Regions from separate parts of the Mus musculus genome. Here region 1 is linked to region 2. A link is a contact called in public Hi-C data. All regions are on one chromosome and are shown on one strand. The core of a region is the stretch at or near the end of the contact, and the rest is flanking DNA. Distances in the headings are between cores, read along the strand shown.

The links. Hi-C and Micro-C count contacts between places; a contact is called where the count stands out from the background.
Region 1: a contact with region 2 is called in a Hi-C map of pre-B cells, with 1.7 times the contacts expected there. The contact joins the enhancer-like site here to the promoter of Sgsh in region 2. A contact is called at or near these places in 2 of 39 promoter capture datasets (embryonic stem cells and erythroid cells), 3 of 15 datasets of contacts at CTCF or cohesin (CD8 T cells, the G1E-ER4 cell line and large pre-B cells), 11 of 484 Hi-C or Micro-C datasets (B cells, CD8 T cells, the G1E-ER4 cell line and 6 more), 2 of 115 datasets of contacts at active chromatin or transcription factors (the HPC-7 cell line and embryonic stem cells) and 3 of 9 other capture datasets (adipose tissue, liver and pancreatic islet).

Annotation. Positions count from the first base shown.
Region 1 is chr11:119,433,950-119,437,656 of GRCm38.p6, forward strand. Rnf213 (ring finger protein 213) reads left to right here. Exons shown (of 68, transcript NM_001040005.3): 24 at 739-879; 25 at 987-1,154; 26 at 1,962-3,111; 27 at 3,669-3,707. Among named protein-coding and RNA genes, the nearest start is that of Mir1932, 45 kb to the left of the region's middle. Within about 2 kb of position 2,137, at least 42 of the 459 cell types and tissues checked have an H3K27ac peak or open chromatin away from gene starts, as enhancers often do. A contact at or near this core is called in the P5424 cell line and pre-B cells, where this site is marked.
Region 2 is chr11:119,353,459-119,356,834 of GRCm38.p6, forward strand. It overlaps Sgsh (N-sulfoglucosamine sulfohydrolase (sulfamidase)), which reads right to left and starts at 2,052. Exons shown (of 8, transcript NM_018822.3): 1 at 1,939-2,052. The coding sequence starts at 2,026. Slc26a11 (solute carrier family 26, member 11) reads left to right here and starts at 2,099. Exons shown (of 17, transcript NM_178743.3): 1 at 2,099-2,177; 2 at 3,350-3,376.

The DNA of each region.
Region 1 (3,707 bases), core at 887-3,386, 81 kb after region 2:
ATGGGTCAGCCCCTGTGGCTTTTGCAGAGGACCCAGGTTTGGTTCCCAGCACCCACATGGTGGCTCACAACCTTGCATTACTCCAGTTCCAGGGGATACAACACCCTCTTCTGGCCTCTCATGTCACCAGGCACACACATGATGCACATGCATATATAAACCAGGCACACACATGCACATGCATATGTAAGGCAAATGCTCATGCACACAAAATGAAATAAGTCGGGTATGGTGGCACACACTTTTTAATGTGGCAGAGGCAGGAAGATCTGTTTGAAAACAGGCTGGCTTCTAACTCACAAAGATTGTCCTGCCTCTATCTCCCAAGTGCTAGGATTAAAGTTGGATGTCTTGCTCAAAGTAAGAAATTTTCAAAAAGAAGAAGAAACAGCAAAGCTTGAGGCTCCCTAATGCTCGTTCTGTTATTTCTCTCTTGTGGTGAGCTGTGCAGTGCATATGTGGCTGTTTCTCTCTCATCACTAATAAACCCAGATGCTCTAACGCCCTGCACCTGCCATCTAGGGCTTCTGGAGCAGTGGGGGAAGCCTGACTGGTGAAGATGCTGCACGACAGAGCCCCAAGGGACACGCCCAAGCACAGACACTGCATGTGTGCTGGGGGTGGGGCATAGACAGACACTTCATGTGTGATGCCAACAGGGTGGGGGTGGGGGGCAGCTGAGTGCCAGTGAGGACATGTCTACTCACTCCAGCCTGTTCTCTGCTTCTGTCCCAATAGAAAGATTCTGCCAGAAATTTGGAGTGGCTGAAGACAGTGAAGGAAAGCCATGGATCTGTGGAGCTCTCATCTCTGTCCCTCGCCACAGCAATCAACAGCAGGGGCGTCTACGTTATTGAGGCACCCAAAGATGGCCAGAAGGTGAGCCTCCCAAAGTCCTGGTGCAGTTTTGTATGGCCCTGTGGTCTTGCTATAAAGTTATGGGACTCTGTGCAGGAACTAACTTATAAATGTGTGCTGCCCCCCAGATTTCCCCAGACACTGTTCTCCGCCTCCTCCTCCCTGATGGCCATGGTTACCCCGAGGCATTGCGCACCTACTCCACAGAGGAACTGAAGGAACTTTTAAATAAGCTGATGCTCATGTCTGGAAAGAAAGACCACAACAGCAATACAGAAGTGGAGAAGTTTTCAGAGGTGAGCAGATAGGTTTGTGCTGCTGCCCACAGGGGCCACTTTGGCGTCAAGCTAGGCCAGTCACTTTTGTTACTGAGCTATGGAAAGGGTCTGTGTAGGCTTTTGGTCAACACAGCTCTGCCATGGGTCTGCAGGATGTAGTACCCCGATTCACAACGCCAGAGACATATCTGAAGTAGGGTAGACCCTATGAGCAGCAGGTCCTCCTCAGGAGCCTCAGGAGGAACTGTGACCAGCTGTGGAGAAGAGATGGCCAACAGATATTCTTAGAAACAATCACCTCACTGCCTCCATACTCCTGTTGAGGTAGGAGGGTCTTGAATTTGAGGCCAGTCTGGAAATACGAGACCATGCCTTTACATACAAACACACACATACCCATACAGTCTTTACATTGACATCCTTTGTCTTTCCCTGGACATGGTGGCACACATCTTTAGTCTCAGCATTTGAGAGGCAGAGGCAGGAGGAATCTTTATAAGTTCAAGGCCAGTCTGGTTCCCTAGTGAATTCTAGGATATCTAGGGATACGTACTGAGACCCTGTCTCAAAAAAAAAAAAAAAAAAAAACAAAAAAAACAAAAAGAGAAAAAGAAAAAGGCAAAAAGGCGATGGGTGCTCCTTGTTAAGCCGATCGAATAACTATGGAGAGGCTGTGGTGTGATGACTATTAGGCAGATTTCTGTGAAAAGTGAGCTAGCCTAAGCCCTTTACCACTCCAAAGGCTTAATAGCAGGCAGGTGTGTGTAGGGTAGTGTGTCTTCCCCACAGGCGTGTGCTTTGGCCTCATGGTTCCCTTTCCCCCAGGTCTTCAGCAACATGCAGCGGCTTGTACATGTCTTCATAAAACTGCACTGCGCGGGCAACATGCTGTTCAGGACTTGGACTGCTAAGGTCTACTGTTGCCCTGACGGGGGCATCTTCATGAACTTTGGCTTGGAGCTGCTGAGCCAGCTGACAGAGAAGGGAGATGTCATACAGCTCCTGGGAGCCCTCTGCAGGCAGATGGAGGACTTCCTAGATAACTGGAAAACAGTGGTCGCCCAGAAGAGAGCTGAACACTTTTACCTCAACTTCTACACAGCTGAGCAGCTGGTCTACCTAAGCAGTGAGCTCAGGAAACCCAGACCTAGTGAAGCTGCCCTCATGATGCTATCCTTCATTAAAGGCAAATGCACTGTCCAGGACCTCGTACAAGCTACCAGTGCCTGTGAAAGCAAGGCTGACAGATACTGCCTGCGGGAGGTTATGAAAAAGTTGCCCCAGCAGCTGCTTTCTGAGCCCAGCCTAATGGGCAAGCTTCAGGTTATTATGATGCAATCCCTCGTGTACATGAGTGCCTTCCTGCCACACTGTCTGGACCTGGATGCCCTGGGTAGATGCCTTGCTCATCTGGCCACGATGGGTGGCACTCCTGTGGAGCGGCCACTCCCCAAAGGCCTGCAGGCTGGCCAGCCTAACCTGATCTTGTGTGGCCACTCGGAGGTGTTGCCAGCTGCACTGGCCATCTACATGCAGGCCCCCAGGCAGCCCCTGCCCACCTTTGATGAGGTGTTGCTCTGCACCCCAGCGACCACAATTGAGGAAGTGGAACTACTCCTGCGGCGCTGCCTCACTTCGGGCTCCCAGGGGCACAAGGTCTACAGCTTGCTGTTTGCAGACCAGCTGAGCTATGAAGTGGGCTGCCAGGCAGAGGAGTTCTTCCAGAGCCTGTGCACACGAGCGCACCGTGAAGACTACCAGTTGGTGATACTCTGTGATGCTGCCCGGGAGCACTGCTATATCCCCTCCACCTTCAGCCAGTACAAAGTGCCCCTGGTGCCCCAGGCCCCGCTCCCGAACATCCAAGCTTACCTGCAGAGCCATTATCAGGTCCCGAAGCGGCTCCTGTCAGCAGCAACTGTATTCAGAGACGGGCTGTGTGTTGGCATCGTGACCTCTGAAAGAGCTGGCGTTGGTAATGAAAGAGGTCCCCTCTCCCAGATACTGCCCACTGACACTTCCTTCTCTAGCAAGGCTGACTCTGATGAAGCCCTTCTTCAGGGGTTTGGCTCTTCCTTAGCTGTAAGCCACTGAGAACTCTGTCCTCTCACAGTTCCTGACCACCTCCTTCAGACTTTGTTGCAGTTTCTTTCCTCTGGGAGTGCTGCTGGCTTCTGGCATCAGTGCTGGTTGTGGTTGAGTGAGAAAAAACCCTGACCATGCTTCAGTTGCTGTTTGTTTCCTTTCATCCTGTCCTCTCTTCCTTGAACAACCCTTTTCTGTTGGGAGAATTTGGTTCCCCACACTCTACCTTTGGCCATCGCTGACTTGCGCCGTCAGTAGTCAGGAAAAGGGCAAAGTTGGTCAGTGGATGGTGGACAGGGAACCTGAAGATCCATGGTTAATGAAGCTGCTAAGAAGTGGCGGTGCACAGCATCTGGCTTGAATCAGAATCGCTTCTAAAATATCTCTATATTCTCTTCTTCTTGGTCTGTAGATTTGGGGCCTAATTTTTGTATGTTCATATTGTAGGAAAGTCTCTCTACGTGAACACACTGCATACAAAACTAA
Region 2 (3,376 bases), core at 802-3,301:
ACCTGCCTCAGAGGCAATGCAGTCCCTGAACAAAGATGGATACCCAGCCTCCAGTCCAGCCACCATCCTCCACCCCGCTGGACCACTCGGACAAGAACCAATGACAGCTGAGCCAGTGGGAGGACTGGCGGGAGGACAGGCAGGAGGACAGATGGCAGGACAGGGAGGAAGACAGACAGAACGACAAGGAGGAAGACAGGCAGGAGGACAGGCGGGAGGAGAGGTGGGAGGACAGGGAGGAAGACAGGTAGGAGGGCTGGACAGAGGACACATGGGAGAACAGACAAGAGGAAAGCCAGGAGTTCAGGGAGGAAGACAGGCAGGAGGACAGGCGGGAGGACAGAGGGACAGGGAGGAAGATAGGCAGGAGGACAGGACAGAGGACAGACAAGAGGACAGGCAGGAGGACAGGTGGGAGGACAGGGAGGAAGACAGGCAGAAGGACAGGGAGGAAGATGGGCAGGAGGACAGACAGGAGAACAGGCGGAAGGACAGACAGAAGAACAGGCGGGAGGACAGACGGGAGGATAGGTGGGAGGACAGGCAGTAGGACAAGCAAGAGGACAGCCAGGAGAATAGATGGGAGGACAGGGAGGTAGACAGACAGAAGGACAGGGAGGAAGACAGGCAGAAGGACAGGATGGAGGACAGGAGGGAGGACAGATGGGAGAACAGGCAAGAGGACAGCCAGGAGGACAGATGGGAGGACAGGCAGGAGTGGTTGTGTTACGTGTGCCTTCTGTTGCATGCCAGGAAGCCATGCTGCTTGCACACAGAGGTCTCAGCTCTTGCCTCTGACCCTGATCATTCAGTCCTAAAATTCCTGCTGTCATTATCTGAATCCAGTCTTCAACAGTTAAGTGAGGGTGGGGTCCAATCGAACAGGACTGTGGCATTTCTCTGTCAGGTTTGGAAATGAGACAGGTGTCATCAACAATCCAGGAAGGCCTCCCCAGAAACAGAGGGAGGAGCCGGCTCTCTGAACCCAGTCTCTCCATATAATGAAATTGTTAGACTTACATTGGTTTGTTAAAAACCTGGCCTGTAGTGTGGCGTGCATGTGTGCATGCGTGAGTGTGACTCTATTTTCTGCTTTGTCCGTATTTTCCCTGCATGTACATATACAACAGTTACAGATCCCTGTGAGCCGCCATGTGGGTTCTGAGTATTGAACCTGTGTCCTCTGGAAGAGCAGCCACTTCTCCTAACCACTGAGCCACCTCTCTAGCCCTGAGACTGCCAGGTTTTGTTGTGATGGCTGTCCAAGCTGAGACAGGACCGAAGTTCCAGAGCCACACGAACTGGCTCCAGAGGATTCCAGCGCCAATCCTATCCGGTGGATATACACCCTAGGCCGATCTTCGAGACTATCCTTGGAGAGATTGGGGGTAGTGCTGCAAAGACAGCACTGTTTATGTTACAATTAACCAACTGGCTTGCCCAGATACCACAAAGTTTATCAGAAGAGTGGGCCTGGCCCAGAGCCAGACCTCAGAAGGCCTGGGCTGTCACAAGCCAGGCACTGATCACCCAAACAGGAAGTCTCATGAATGCAGGAGGAACTTGGTGGTTTGCGTGGGCATTGGAGTACTGTACTTTTGGGCCAGGAGCTAAGAGAACTGACCAGGGCATCCTGCAAAAACTCGGGGACTCAGGCTATTCTCATTTCTGGAACCTTATCAGAGGTCTGCATGAGTAGCCGGGGTCCACCGGGTCTCCTTGGCAGCTTTGACTACAGATGTGGGAATGCTGGCCAGCTTGGGGATGGCAGAAGCGGGAGGGCCAGACGCATTTAGAGTCACCAGGAAGAGACCTGCAACAGGAGGCTCGGCAAGGAATTGGCGCGCCGGGGTCAGCATGGGCCAGTGGCGGGGAAGAGCCCAGTGGCCGCTTCTGGGAGCAGCAGCAGGTGGCCGTGCCAGGGACGGCGGCACTCACCAACTATCAGTAGCACGTTGCGCGAGTGCGCGCCGCAGAGTCCCAGGACCAACAGAATTGTGCAGCAGGCCAGTCCCGGGCAGTGCATGGCGGCGCCGGTCAGGGTAAGCGGTTCCGGCTCGTCCGCTCCCCACGGTCACGTGCACGGCAGGCCCCGCCCATGTCCTGCCCACTCTGTTTCTGAGATTCCTGCGGACTCAGCTACCGCCACTTCGGAAGACCCTGAGTCTCAGCGTCCGGTGGGTGAATCTGGGTCCTTGTGATGGAGAGAGGGAGTGTGTGGCGGTGTGGGCTGGGGTCACCAGGAGCTGTGGGGCCAGCGCTGAGTCCTCGGGTGAGCCCTACTCCGGGAACCCTCCCTACCGCAAACCATTAGAGTCCGGGCCGCCTTACTCCAGGTTCTCAGACTTGTTTGTGTTCCCCACTGGGACCTCAGCCTCCGTTTCCCAACCCCCCCCCCCCATACCCCACCCCGCGATCCCGGGATCCCGCGCTAGCGGCGGCGTGGGGGTGGGGAGGAGTGGATTTTGTCCAGAGTGTCATTTCCAGGGCTGGGGCGTGTGGACCAGTAATGAGGAGTCAGCTATGGGCTGGGACACGTGTGTGTGTGTGTGTGTGTGTGTGTGTGTGTGTGTGTGTGTGTGTGTGTGTGTGTGTCTGTTCGCCAGGATCTTAGCGGATGCTACGTACCTAGAATTAATTTGAGAGCTTCAGTTAGTCTTTGGAAAACAAAGTAGAATCTTCAGCCCTCCCACCCTTGGGCTATGAATGCCACAAGTGGGTGCTGGGTAAATCTTGACTTCAGGGATGTCACATACTCCCACCCCCTTTCCCCCAACTGCAGCCCTTAGTGGTGGGTGGAGTCCTACCTAACACCTTGGTGGCCCTCTGCGGTGGTGAGGTGTACACTTGGTGAGGTGTAAATCTTGGCTCCTCAGGGCCTCCTGGCTGCCTACCTACACACTCTGCCGGCCAGAGGAAGCCTGAGCCTGCAGGACCTGCTTCTTCTGGGCTGGGATAGTCAGGTTCCCCGGGGAGGGGGTAAAAGAAAGGAGCAGGTTCTTCGGGGTGAAAATGTCGTCTTTAGGCATCCCCTCAAGAGCTAGTTTGCGGGGGGCGGGGAGGGGGGGTTGGTAGGGGTTGACAGTGGAGAGACACCAGAGCTTGGGATCAGGGGCTATGGCCCAGAGATGGGAAAGAGAGGCTGAGGCCTCCCTGAATCCTTGGTGCAGGCCCATGTGCACATTTTGCTGGCTTCCTTTCCCAGATCATGGTGGTTTGGTAAACTTAGCCACCTGGCTCAGCCTCCCTGCCACAAAAGGCAGGCTATGCTCCTGACGCCCTTGGGAAGATAACGCCACCTTCTCCCAAGCTCAGCCCCTGATCACTGCTCCATGTCACCCATGCCCAGCTCTGTGAAAGGTCTGGGTCAGACCAG